2 separate regions of the Sus scrofa genome follow, and region 2 is linked to region 1. Evidence: chromatin contacts called from public Hi-C data. All regions are on one chromosome and are shown on one strand. The core of a region is the stretch at or near the end of the contact, and the rest is flanking DNA. Distances in the headings are between cores, read along the strand shown. Region 1 has its middle 47 kb from the start of FOS. Region 2 overlaps BATF (basic leucine zipper ATF-like transcription factor).

The links. Hi-C and Micro-C count contacts between places; a contact is called where the count stands out from the background.
Region 2: a Hi-C map of mesenteric adipose tissue shows a contact between it and region 1, with 3 times the contacts expected there. The contact joins two enhancer-like sites. A contact is called at or near these places in 10 of 47 Hi-C or Micro-C datasets (adipocytes, alveolar macrophages, embryonic fibroblasts and 7 more) and 2 of 2 datasets of contacts at active chromatin or transcription factors (alveolar macrophages and skeletal muscle).

The regions. Positions count from the first base shown.
Region 1 is chr7:98,493,618-98,498,816 of Sscrofa11.1, reverse strand. No RefSeq gene overlaps it. Among named protein-coding and RNA genes, the nearest start is that of FOS, 47 kb to the right of the region's middle. Within about 2 kb of position 3,001, at least 34 of the 83 cell types and tissues checked have an H3K27ac peak or open chromatin away from gene starts, as enhancers often do. A contact at or near this core is called in alveolar macrophages, liver, mesenteric adipose tissue and 1 more, where this site is marked.
Region 2 is chr7:98,692,151-98,697,349 of Sscrofa11.1, reverse strand. It overlaps BATF (basic leucine zipper ATF-like transcription factor), which reads right to left. Exons shown (of 3, transcript NM_001244571.1): 3 at 5,120-5,199. Among named protein-coding and RNA genes, the nearest start is that of FLVCR2, 24 kb to the left of the region's middle. Within about 2 kb of position 3,194, at least 34 of the 83 cell types and tissues checked have an H3K27ac peak or open chromatin away from gene starts, as enhancers often do. A contact at or near this core is called in alveolar macrophages, liver, mesenteric adipose tissue and 1 more, where this site is marked.

The DNA.
Region 1 (5,199 bases), core at 1,752-4,251:
AATAAGCAGAGTCTAGAAAAGGAAAAACAGTAACTTTCCAGCGGAGGAAACTGGCAGAGCGCCTTACCCGTGTGATCAAGGTTAACCTCACCACTGATTTGTCACGTTGGTGTTGTGCCTCCTGGTGTGGTGCGAAAGGCAATGGCACTTACCTCTGTGGTGTTCTTTCAGAAAATCCGTAACTCCGGTCTGATCCAGAGAAAACCTCAGACAAACCCAAACTGAGGGCCATTCAGGAAAACATCTGAAAGTATCAAGGTCATGAAAAATAAGGAACAACAGAGAGACTTACAGATCAGAAGAGGCAATATGGTATCCTTGAACAGAAAAAGGATGTTCGTAGGAAAACTGGGGAGATCCAAAGGCAATCTGTAGTTTAGTTAATGGTATTAGACCAATGTTAATTCCTTAGAAAAGCACCCCGGGAAAATGCTACCTTGTAAGAAAGGATCACTAGGAGTTCCTGTTGTGGCGCAGTGAAAACGAATCCGACTAGGAACCACGAGGTTGCGGGTTCGATCCCTGGCCTCGTTAAGGAAACACTGGGTTAAGGATCCAGTGTTGCCTTGAGCTGTGGTGTAGGTCGCAGATGCAGCTCAGACCCTGTGTTGCTGTGGCTGTGGCTGTGGCCAGCAGCTGTAGCTCCAATTAGACCCCTAGCCTAGGAACCTCCATATGCCATGGGTGTGGCCCTAAAAAGAGGGGAAAAAAGAAAAAGAAAAAGAAAGGATTGCTACACCTGCATTTAGAGGTACAACTGGAATTCTAGACCACTAATTACAGGGCACCGTGGCACCAGGGACCAGATGCGCCACAGTTTGAAACAAATTCCAGGAGACCACAGTAAGAGGAGAAGGGGTGAGAGTTGACAGCAGAGTGGGAGATGGAAATCCGTGTGGGGCCTTCCAGCCTTCCCCGATGTCTCAGTGACATGAAGGGGCTCCTGCAGAAAATCACTTCTCTTCTAGCCTTTAGTTCTTACCTCTAGGCAAAGTCATTTTATGGAAGCTATTTCTTTGAAAGGGGCCGGGTTTGTGATCAGAATCTATTGTCAAGGAGAAAAAGTTCCTTCTCCCACTCAAATGCCAGGCAGGGGGTGGTGCCAAATGGTCACAGGACCCTCATTTTCTGCAACAGTGGTTGCTTTGTGTGAAGGGGGCAAGATGCCAGGGCAACTGCTGGGGAAACTGCCCGCCGCCCAGCATCACAGGGCCCAGAGCATTTGGGGAATTTCAGACGGGGACGGGTGGAAGAAAAAGAACTTCGCCAAGTGATCCCCGCCATCTCCTGGGAGTCCTTGTCAAGGAAATAGCAGAGAGAGACACTCTTCGTTCCTGTCTCACAGATGCCAAAGGCAGCCCTGACGACATCAGAGCAGAGCCCTCCAGAGGGGACACTGTTTAAAACAAAGCGTCCTCTAGAATGAGTTACCAGAGTAGCCAAGCTTCCCAGAGAGAGGGGCTAATTCCTTTAGACGTTGAACTTTGGTAATTCTGTTTTAATGGAGACCTTTTCAAAGCGTCTTACTCACTTCCCCACCTTATTAAACAGAGCTGGCAGAACCTAAATTAAACTTTTCTGGGTGGCTGCAGGTCATCATGGTGAACAGCAGTTATGCCAAGTGCTTTGACACAGAAGTGCATTCAGCGTTTGGGACATTTGTTGAATGGATGGTGATCTCAGCCACGGCCCTGAAATTCGCTTTCCTGAAAGAATCCCTGACATCAGCTTGTTTTTCCTTCAGAAAAGTGTATTGCATGTTCCCTCTTCTTCACAAAGGCAAAATAGAGCTCTGGCTCCAGAAGCTGTGTGACCTTGGCCAAGTGATGTCATCTCTTCGTGGCTCAGATTCTTTATCTGTAAAATCAGGAATAATGTTATGAAATCAAATAACGCACGTTTAGAACATGCACAGGATGCATGAGAACAATGCTTAGTAGAATAGTCCCCAGCACATAATAAGAACTCAGTGTGTTAATTACTATCTGTAATAAAGACAAGTCCCCGGGAGTTCCCATTGTGGCTCAGCAGTTAACGAGCCCGACTAGCATCCATGAGGTTGTGGGTTCAATCCCCGGCCTCACTCAGTGGGTTAACAATCCAGTGTTGCCATGAGCTGTGGTGTAGGTTGCAGATGCGGCTCAGATCCCTGGTGGCTGTGCCGTAGGCTGGCGGCTACATCTCCTATTGGAGCCCAAGCCTGGGAACCTTCATATGTTGTGGGTGCAGCCCTGAAAAGGAAAAAAAAAAAGGCAAGTCCCCAGACCTGATTCCATCAACCTCCTTTTGCTGTGTGTTCACTGGTATCACTGTCTGGGAAGCCACACTGCTAATGTCCTCATTCCCTAGGCCTCATGTGGCCACCAGCCCATTGTGCAGGTTCTAATCAATGCAGCTCACCTCCAGCCTGCACCTTGTCTAGTGAAAAACGGCAGAAAGAGATTTCCCTGGGTGAGGGTCCTGGTGAGGGACCAGGAGCCTTTGGAAATCCATCCAGAGGACGCTCTCTGCAAAGGTGTGCTCAGGGTGGCGCCAGCTGTTGGACTCGTGGGAAAGGAATGTGGTCCCCGGGCTCCTGGGGCACTTCCACCGGGTTTGGAAGACCTCACTGAGATGGATCTAGAAAGCTCCAGGAGGCACAGGCCCAGGGCTTCATCAGAAACTGGAGGCAGGAGGGGTCCCGGACCCCTTGAGGCAGCCAGGGTCCCGGCTGGCACAACCCCTATAGCCCCTTTCCCCAAAGCCCTCGAGGAAGGCACACTCTGACTTCCAAGTCGCCTCTCTAGCGGTGACATCACCCGCAATGTTTCCTGCTGGGAGGAAGTTAAGACCTCGCCGGCCACAGCCGCGCCCGGAGCCACCCCCTGTCCCCGCGCTGGGGGCTGCGGAGACCATCTCCAAGGATTTACCGAAACCCCAGGTCGCCTTACGTCTCGGGTCACCCATCTCACATTCTGCCCGGCTTAGAAGGGGCGCTCGTGGTCAAAGCCGGGGAGGCCTCTCTCCACCCGCTGGGGGGCGCTGGGGCGCTTCCTTCCGCACCTCCCTCAGGCCCTCGAGCCCCGCGCCCACCCGAGATTGCGGAGACTGCCGCCTCGTGGCCCCGCTCCCACGGGAGGATCAAGCCGCTCCTTTCTGCGGCTTCCCTTCTCCTGCTTTGGCGGGCGCCCACCTGCTGGCAGCACCTCCTCGGCTCCGCCAAGGCCCTGATGGAGGTGCCCGCGCCTGCGCAGGTGGAGCCCTTCCCCTCCTCTGCCAAAGACACAAAACCCTCTCTCCTTGTAGGTACACACATACCCGCCCAGAACTTCCCTCCACTGACAGTGTAACTCGGAGTAACTGAAGGGACGAGCAAGAGACGGGGCAGGTTTAGGGGAACCTCTCTCCTGGAAGCCTGGAGGGGCACAGACACACCCTGGCACCCTGTGGGTGGACCACAGCAGTTTCGTTTTGCCCTCCCCTGCCTCTTTTTCTTTCTCAATATCAGCCCCTCTCTCCTCCCACCCGCTTCTCTCTCTGTTTCCTGCTCCATCCCTTCTCCCAATTTCTCTCCTTTGGATGGATGCTTCCTGCCAGCCAAGGACACAAGTAGGGCTGAGGGGGTTCCCTGGGCCCCTCAGATCTTCTCCTGGCCCCACGGGGGTGGGGGGATGGCTGCTGATCGCTGAACTAGCCTCCCACTCACAACCCTGCACTTCCCCAAATTCACTCTGCTCCTTCCCCCACCACCCTGGTTTGTCCAGTGTGGTCTGGTTGAAGGAATCAGATCTACACCAATTCTGAACATCCAGAATTGCTGCCCAATACTTGCTGCACAGACAAAGGATTTTCTGGCTGTACCAAACACTTCCCCAGAGTTTTTTAAATGCCACCTTATGACGTAGCATTCATTTTGTTGGGTGTGATAATGAGATTGCCATTATATTTTTTAGGTCCTTATGAGAGACATATTCTTGTAAGTATTTCCAGGTATTGAAATGATGTGATGGTAGGCAAGTAACAGGATGGGAGCATGGCCTTGGGCTGATGTTTCCTGGAATTAGGCTATGGGTGCCTGGGGGCCCATTGTAGGCTCCTGTGGTTCTACATCATAGAAAGTGTAAAATAATACCCTGGTAATTAAAAGAGAGAGAAATGAAGAGAGTTTGACCAAACCACATTGTTGTAATATTTATAATGAAGTGAGCTAAAGAAGACATTTGCAAGGTGACATACACCGTCTCTATTAGGGACCCTCCTGGGTGGTCCCCATCTTCTTCATAGTCTGCGTGGGAATTGAGAGCAGTGCCTGCAGGGTACTTGTGCTAGACGGACAAATCCGCTGCTGGAAGGGAAGGAAGCTGCTGAGAGGAACCCTGCTCAGCATGGGTGAGCCCTTCTGCTTTCTAAAATATGACTATGATTTCAGGCAATTCTCCCCCCGAAAAAGCTTATAGGCAAAGAGTATCTGTTATATATGCGAAAGCAATATACAGTTAAGTATGTATAATTTTCATAAGTCATTTTGACTTCCTTTAGAATGCCTTTCATTATGCTGTCTTTTTCTTGTTCTCTAGAATGCACTATCAATTTCTTCTCATAGTCATGACTGTCCTTCTCAAATCATCTCTAGTATCTCTATATTCTGTGAATTCAGGTGAAGTATCTTGGTTTCTATTTGTGTAAATCTTTTTCTTTTTTCTTTTTTCTTTTTTTTTTTTTTTTTTTTTTTGTCTCTTTTGCCTTCTCTAGGGCCGCTCCCACGGCACATGGAGGTTCCCAGGCTAAGGGTCCAATCGGAGCTATAGCCACCAGCCTACACCGGAGCCACAGCAACGCAGGATCCGAGCCGTGTCTGCAACCTACACCACAGCTCACGGCAACGCCAGATCCTTAACCCACTGAGCAAAGCCAGGAATTGAACCCGCAACCTCACGGTTCCTACTCGGATTCGTTAACCACTGAGCCACAATGGGAACTCCAATTTATGTAAATCTTTGAAAAATGTACATTCCTGCCATGATGCAGTGGGTTAAGAATCCGACTGCAGCGGCTTGGTTGACTGTGGTGTGGGGTTAGACCCTGGCAGTGGGTTAAAATATCTGGTGTTACCACAGCTGCAGCACAGGGTGCAGCTGCAGCTCGGATTCAATCCCTGACCCAGGGACTTCCACATGCTGTGGGTGCAGCCAATAAATAAATAAATAAAAGCCATTAGCT
Region 2 (5,199 bases), core at 1,945-4,444, 200 kb before region 1:
AAACAGCACATGAGCAAAGGCTTAGCCAAAGGAAACTGCAGGATATGGTCAAGGATATGAATTTTTTAGCCTGACCAGTACACAGGGTTTGCTTCTAAGAGAGGAGGGATGGACAAGGGTGGCAGAGCCAGTTAGCAGGTTAAGGTCTCGAGCTCTGGAAGCACAGTGCTAGCTGCAGGGTTTCTCAGCATCAGCACTACTGACCCTTGGGACTGGATAATTCTTTGTGTGGCATTTGTCCTGTGCATGTAGAATGTTTAGTTGCATTCCTGCCCTCTGTGCCTAATATCATCAAGGGACAACATCGAGACCCACTGATTTGGGGGAATGGTTTAAATTCCTTATTTGGCTGTTTGATTCTCTTGGTTCCTGCCTTAGACAGACTAAGGTAAGCTGCACTTGAGTGAAACGCATAGTGACCTACAAATACATTTTTTCCACTTTCAATTAAAAGAAACCCAGGGGCAAGCCTTCCAGAGGATGTATCAATACATTTCTTCAGCATTACCAGAGCTCTGGAATCCTTTTTCCTCCTTTGTGTACACGCTTGTCTCATGGTCCCAAAATGGTTTCCCCACCTCCTCTATTGCATCTGTCTTCCAGAAAGGAGAAAGGCCAGTGCCAACTGAGAGGGCCCCACTTATTAAAGAGCTTTCCCATAAGCCCCACCCCAAAATTTCTGCTTATACTTTGCATTGGCCTATGTCGCATGGCCACCCTAGCTGCAAGGGAGTCTGGGAAATGTAATCTTTTTAGCTGGGCACATGACCATCCTAGACAAAATGTGAGTTCTGCAGTAAGAGAAAGGGGGAAGTTAATTGTTAGTCTCTGTCACTGCTCCTAATCTTGGTTTCTAGGTACAGGGGCAAGCTTATCAGTCTCACTAGGAATCTTCTAGGAGGACCCAGACAAAACCTCAGAAACATCAATTGTCTCTGCAAATTTTCCTGGTGCATTCCTCTAAGAGGGGGGTCCTTATCTCTGCTGGCTGGTAGATTCTTTCAACAAGGATCGAATTTTTATTCCATCTTCCTAGAAGTAGATTAACTCAAGTCACCTATCAAGCAGTTGAGACACAAGATTTTCCTTTCCAGTCCCCAGCCCCCAGCTCCCATTCCCCTGGTACTGCCGGTGCAGTAGCCAATCATCCACATAGCAAGAATTCCATTATACACACCCTGGCTGCCAAGCCTAGACTGCACCATTGGGCATCATTCCTTTGGGCCAGGCGTTGCTCTCCTTTAGGTACCTCTTCAAACGCCAATCTCCTCTGACAGAGGAAGAGCTAGGCAATGTGTACCACCTTAGTGTTGGTCCTCGGTCCTGGGGCCATCCCTTCTCCCCCTTGGAGTTCCTGAGCAGCCTGGGGGCACTGAATCTTGGGAGGGGGAAGGAGGCTGGGGCAGCATAGAGCCAGCCTGTCCGTCCCTCAAAGAAGTGGGGCCCCCAGCTGGCTCGGCTCCTTCACTGTAAAGCCGCAGCCACAGCTGGGACCATGGCTGGAGGTATGAATAAACACTGCTGGGAAGTCTGGGTCCAGCAGATGGCAACCCTGTGAACTCTGAGTTGACTTTGCCCCCTCTTTCTTTCCCCACCCACACTTCTCAACCTGAAGATGAAAATGCTGCCTTTCCTGTAATTTGTTTTGACACTAACTCAGGGAATAATACTGTGAGCGAGAGATAAACATTGAGGATGGCAGATGGGGAAACAACATTGCCCAGGAAACCTCACCGCAAACTGATAGAGAACCATAACCCTGTCCTGCACCCATTTCTTGCTGTGTGGAGGCTTTCCACAGAGACACGTTAACTTAGATCAGAGTTATGAACTGGAAGACCTCTGCAGGTTCACCCTCAGACCCGGGCAAAAGAGGTCCCCGCTCTGGACTCCTCACATTACAGGGACTCCCCTCTACCTGCTAGACCCCTTCACACGGGGACCAGGGTCCTGAGAACCAAGGGGACATGCCTACCCAGAGCCCTCTGTCCACTTTTATTCATTTATTTATTTATTTTTGTCTTTGGGGGACACCCTCAGCAAATGCAGGTTCCCAGGCTAGGGGTCGAATCGGAGCTGCAACGACCGGCCACAGCCACAGCCACAGCAATGCGGGATCCAAGCCGTGTCTGCGACCTACACCACAGCTCACGGCAACACAGGATCCTTAACCCACTGAGTGAGGCCAGGGATCAAACCCACATCCTCATGGATACTAGTTGGGTTCGTTACCACTGAACCCCAACAGGAACTCTCCTCTGTCCTCTTTAGACCATGCTCCATATACCAGCGCCCTGGAATCCCAGAGTGTCCCTGAGCTGGCTTCCAGGAGCTGTAGCCCTCTTCCCCAATACCTCCTTGCCAGAGTAGATCAAACACTAGTATGCGCACCCCTGGACCTGTGGGTGCGGCCCGAGGACGGCTGCTGTGGGGGAGGAGTATGGCCAGACAGGCTGGTAGGCTGGTATGTCTACCAAGGCTGCTGAGGAGGAGCCGGGGAGGGACTGGAGAAGCGCAGGCTGCAGTCTGGGGGCTGTTTCTCCCCATGCCGCCTTGTATTGATCAAAGTTCTGAAGCCTCTAAGAACTCTAAATTCAAATCCCGCCCTCCAGGCTGTTATGAGGATGTATTTGCCAAGGCAGGAGAAAAGAACCTATTTTAACATATCTACATATTTTATAAGCTTAATGTATAATATGTAAGTATTTAGACATGCAGTATTGGCCTCCGTTTGTACTCTTGTCCCAGGCCCTGCAAATATTAAGGGCAAACCTGCTCCTGCTCCACACACCCATTTTGTTTGGTCTGCAGAGTGTTTTAAAAATCAGAGGATTATTGCAGAAATTCTGATTTGGGCTTTGATGAACGGATGAATGGAAGACATGGTAGTTCTGGGCCTGAATTCCATGGCTGCATGGAATAGAACCCAGGGCCAGCTCGCTGCTTTAAGCAGCACTCACGCTTCCACTTGCCACACTCCCCACCACTCCCAACTGTCCTACAGCCAGTGAGTTTCATGTATTAATAGTACCTGCCTGGGCCTTTGAGGCATTTGAGTGTGGGTCAGTGGTCCACCAGCCTGAGGGAGCTAGCCCTGTCATCGGCAAGAGGCTGGGGGGACAGACCTGGGTGGTAGGAAATCTGCGGTCAAGGTTCTGGAAGTTGAGATCTATTTATAGCTGCCCCTCCAATTTCCTGTGTGGAGATGAAGTCAGCTTTGGCATTCACCCTAGTCAGACTGATCAGAAAGGAGAAGTGGAACTGCCTGGGGTCATTAGAAAGTAAAGAATGAAAGGGGAAGAGAAGTCCTTGCTGAGAGACGGGAGTAGCACACGTGAGCCCCGCATTTCTGGTTCTGGCTCTGAATGTCATTCAGACGATGCCCAGCACTGGTCATGTGCCTTCGGCGGGGGTTTCTGGGGGGAAATCACAGCACTAGAGCAGGGGTGGGGAGGAAAAAAGCTCTGATTGGAAGGAGGCCCGTGAGAGGCCTGGCCCGGGCTGAACTAGCTCTAAAGACAGCTGGGCCTGAAGTGTTGCTTCCAGACTGCAAAAGAAAAACACCTTCCAGTCAATGCAGGCCACATCTGAGGGACCACTGGCTTGGCTTTGCCGGTTAACACAGGGGTGGGAAGGAACAACAGAGTGTGAGCTACCAGAAGTCAGACCCTGAAGGGAAATGATGAGAGACCCTCCTTGCCTTAGCCCCTCACCATGCACCCCAGTCTTTGCTGGGTCTGTGCACTGGAAGAGGAGTCCCATGTACCAAGTTGTATTGGGAGACCAAAGGTTAAAATGCAGGACTCATTGGAAGCAATGCTGATACCCCGGGAAGGCCCTCTGGGCTGACTCTAACAAGCTCTGAGCCTTCTCACATTCTGGGCATCCATGGGCATCAGCTTCAGGGGTGAGGGAAGGGGTGAGGGGCCCCCCCAGTGGTGGTGTGCCTTCAGAGGCCCTTGGCTTGGACTCCTTCCCTCTGTGGGCCACAAGGGGGTCAGGTGTCCATGTGCCAGCCTTTCCAGGCCTCTGAAGAGTTAAGTAATGACACTAGCCTCGCACTGGCACAGTCCAGGGGAGGCCCAGAGCCAGAAACTTGACTCAAGCCAGCCAGAGCTGTGGGCAGGCAGGCTGGAGACCAGCCTGCCTCTCTCTTTCCCCTGTGCTCATAGCCTCCCAAGATGACCACTTACAGGGGGGCAGCAGGTGGTAGCAGCCCCTCTGAAGGACCAAGGGATGAGACGGGGAGACCAGAGGGGCTGCATCTGACACCTTCCATGGCAATCCCTGTGGCTTTTGGCTCAGCAGGGGCTGTGCATGTGGGCAGGCCCTGCTGGGGCTCTTGGACAGTGACGTGATGTGGTTCAGGCCAGAGGGCATGGCCTGGGGACCTCAGAAGAGCAGGGGGACTGGAGCACACTGATTTCAGCTCTGCCAAAATTGGTGGATGGGAAGTCCTGAAGACAACCCTGTGTTACTTGAGCCACCGCTGCCCTCAAACCATGCTCAAAACAGCAGCCTGCAGAGCCTCATGGACACAGGCAGAGGTGTGCGTGCTTTACCACAGCATCCCAGGGGAGGTGGAGTCTTCAGCTGGGCAGGGAGTGCCCATGTCCCCAAACCATGTTGTCCCAGGAGAGCCTGAGGAAAGCACCCCTTTACATGTGGGGGGGTTCCTGGCGTTGCTAGAATTCCTGGCGCAGAGCCAACAGCACACAGCATCACCCAGTGCAGGCCGCCTGGACCCGTGGGAGCAAGTGCAGTCCCGGCAGAGGAGGGTGTCAATCCAAGGACCATCCTACCCCACCAGCCTGGCCCTGGTCCTTCTGCCGTCTAGAGAATGAGCCTAGAAAGGTCTAGGCTGACCATCTAGAAAGCATGAGGCAGCGAGGAATGGAAAGTTCAAGGTCACAGTGAGATGATTTAGGGAGGAGAATCAAGAAGCTACCTAGAAGGAGGATTGACGATTCTTTGTGAAAACCCAGCTTGCCAAGTAGCTTCACAGACCGCAGGAAAGAAGCAATGGCCGTAAAGCCTCCCAAGCGTTAAAGGCTCCTGAGGCCAAGAAAACAAACAGAACAAACAACAGCAACAACACAACAACCCCAGCTCCACAGAATGAAGGTTTCAAGCCCTTGCCAGAATGGCTTCTTTTCAGACTTTTATAGAGAAAAATAACCCCGCCCTCCTTTCCCCCTG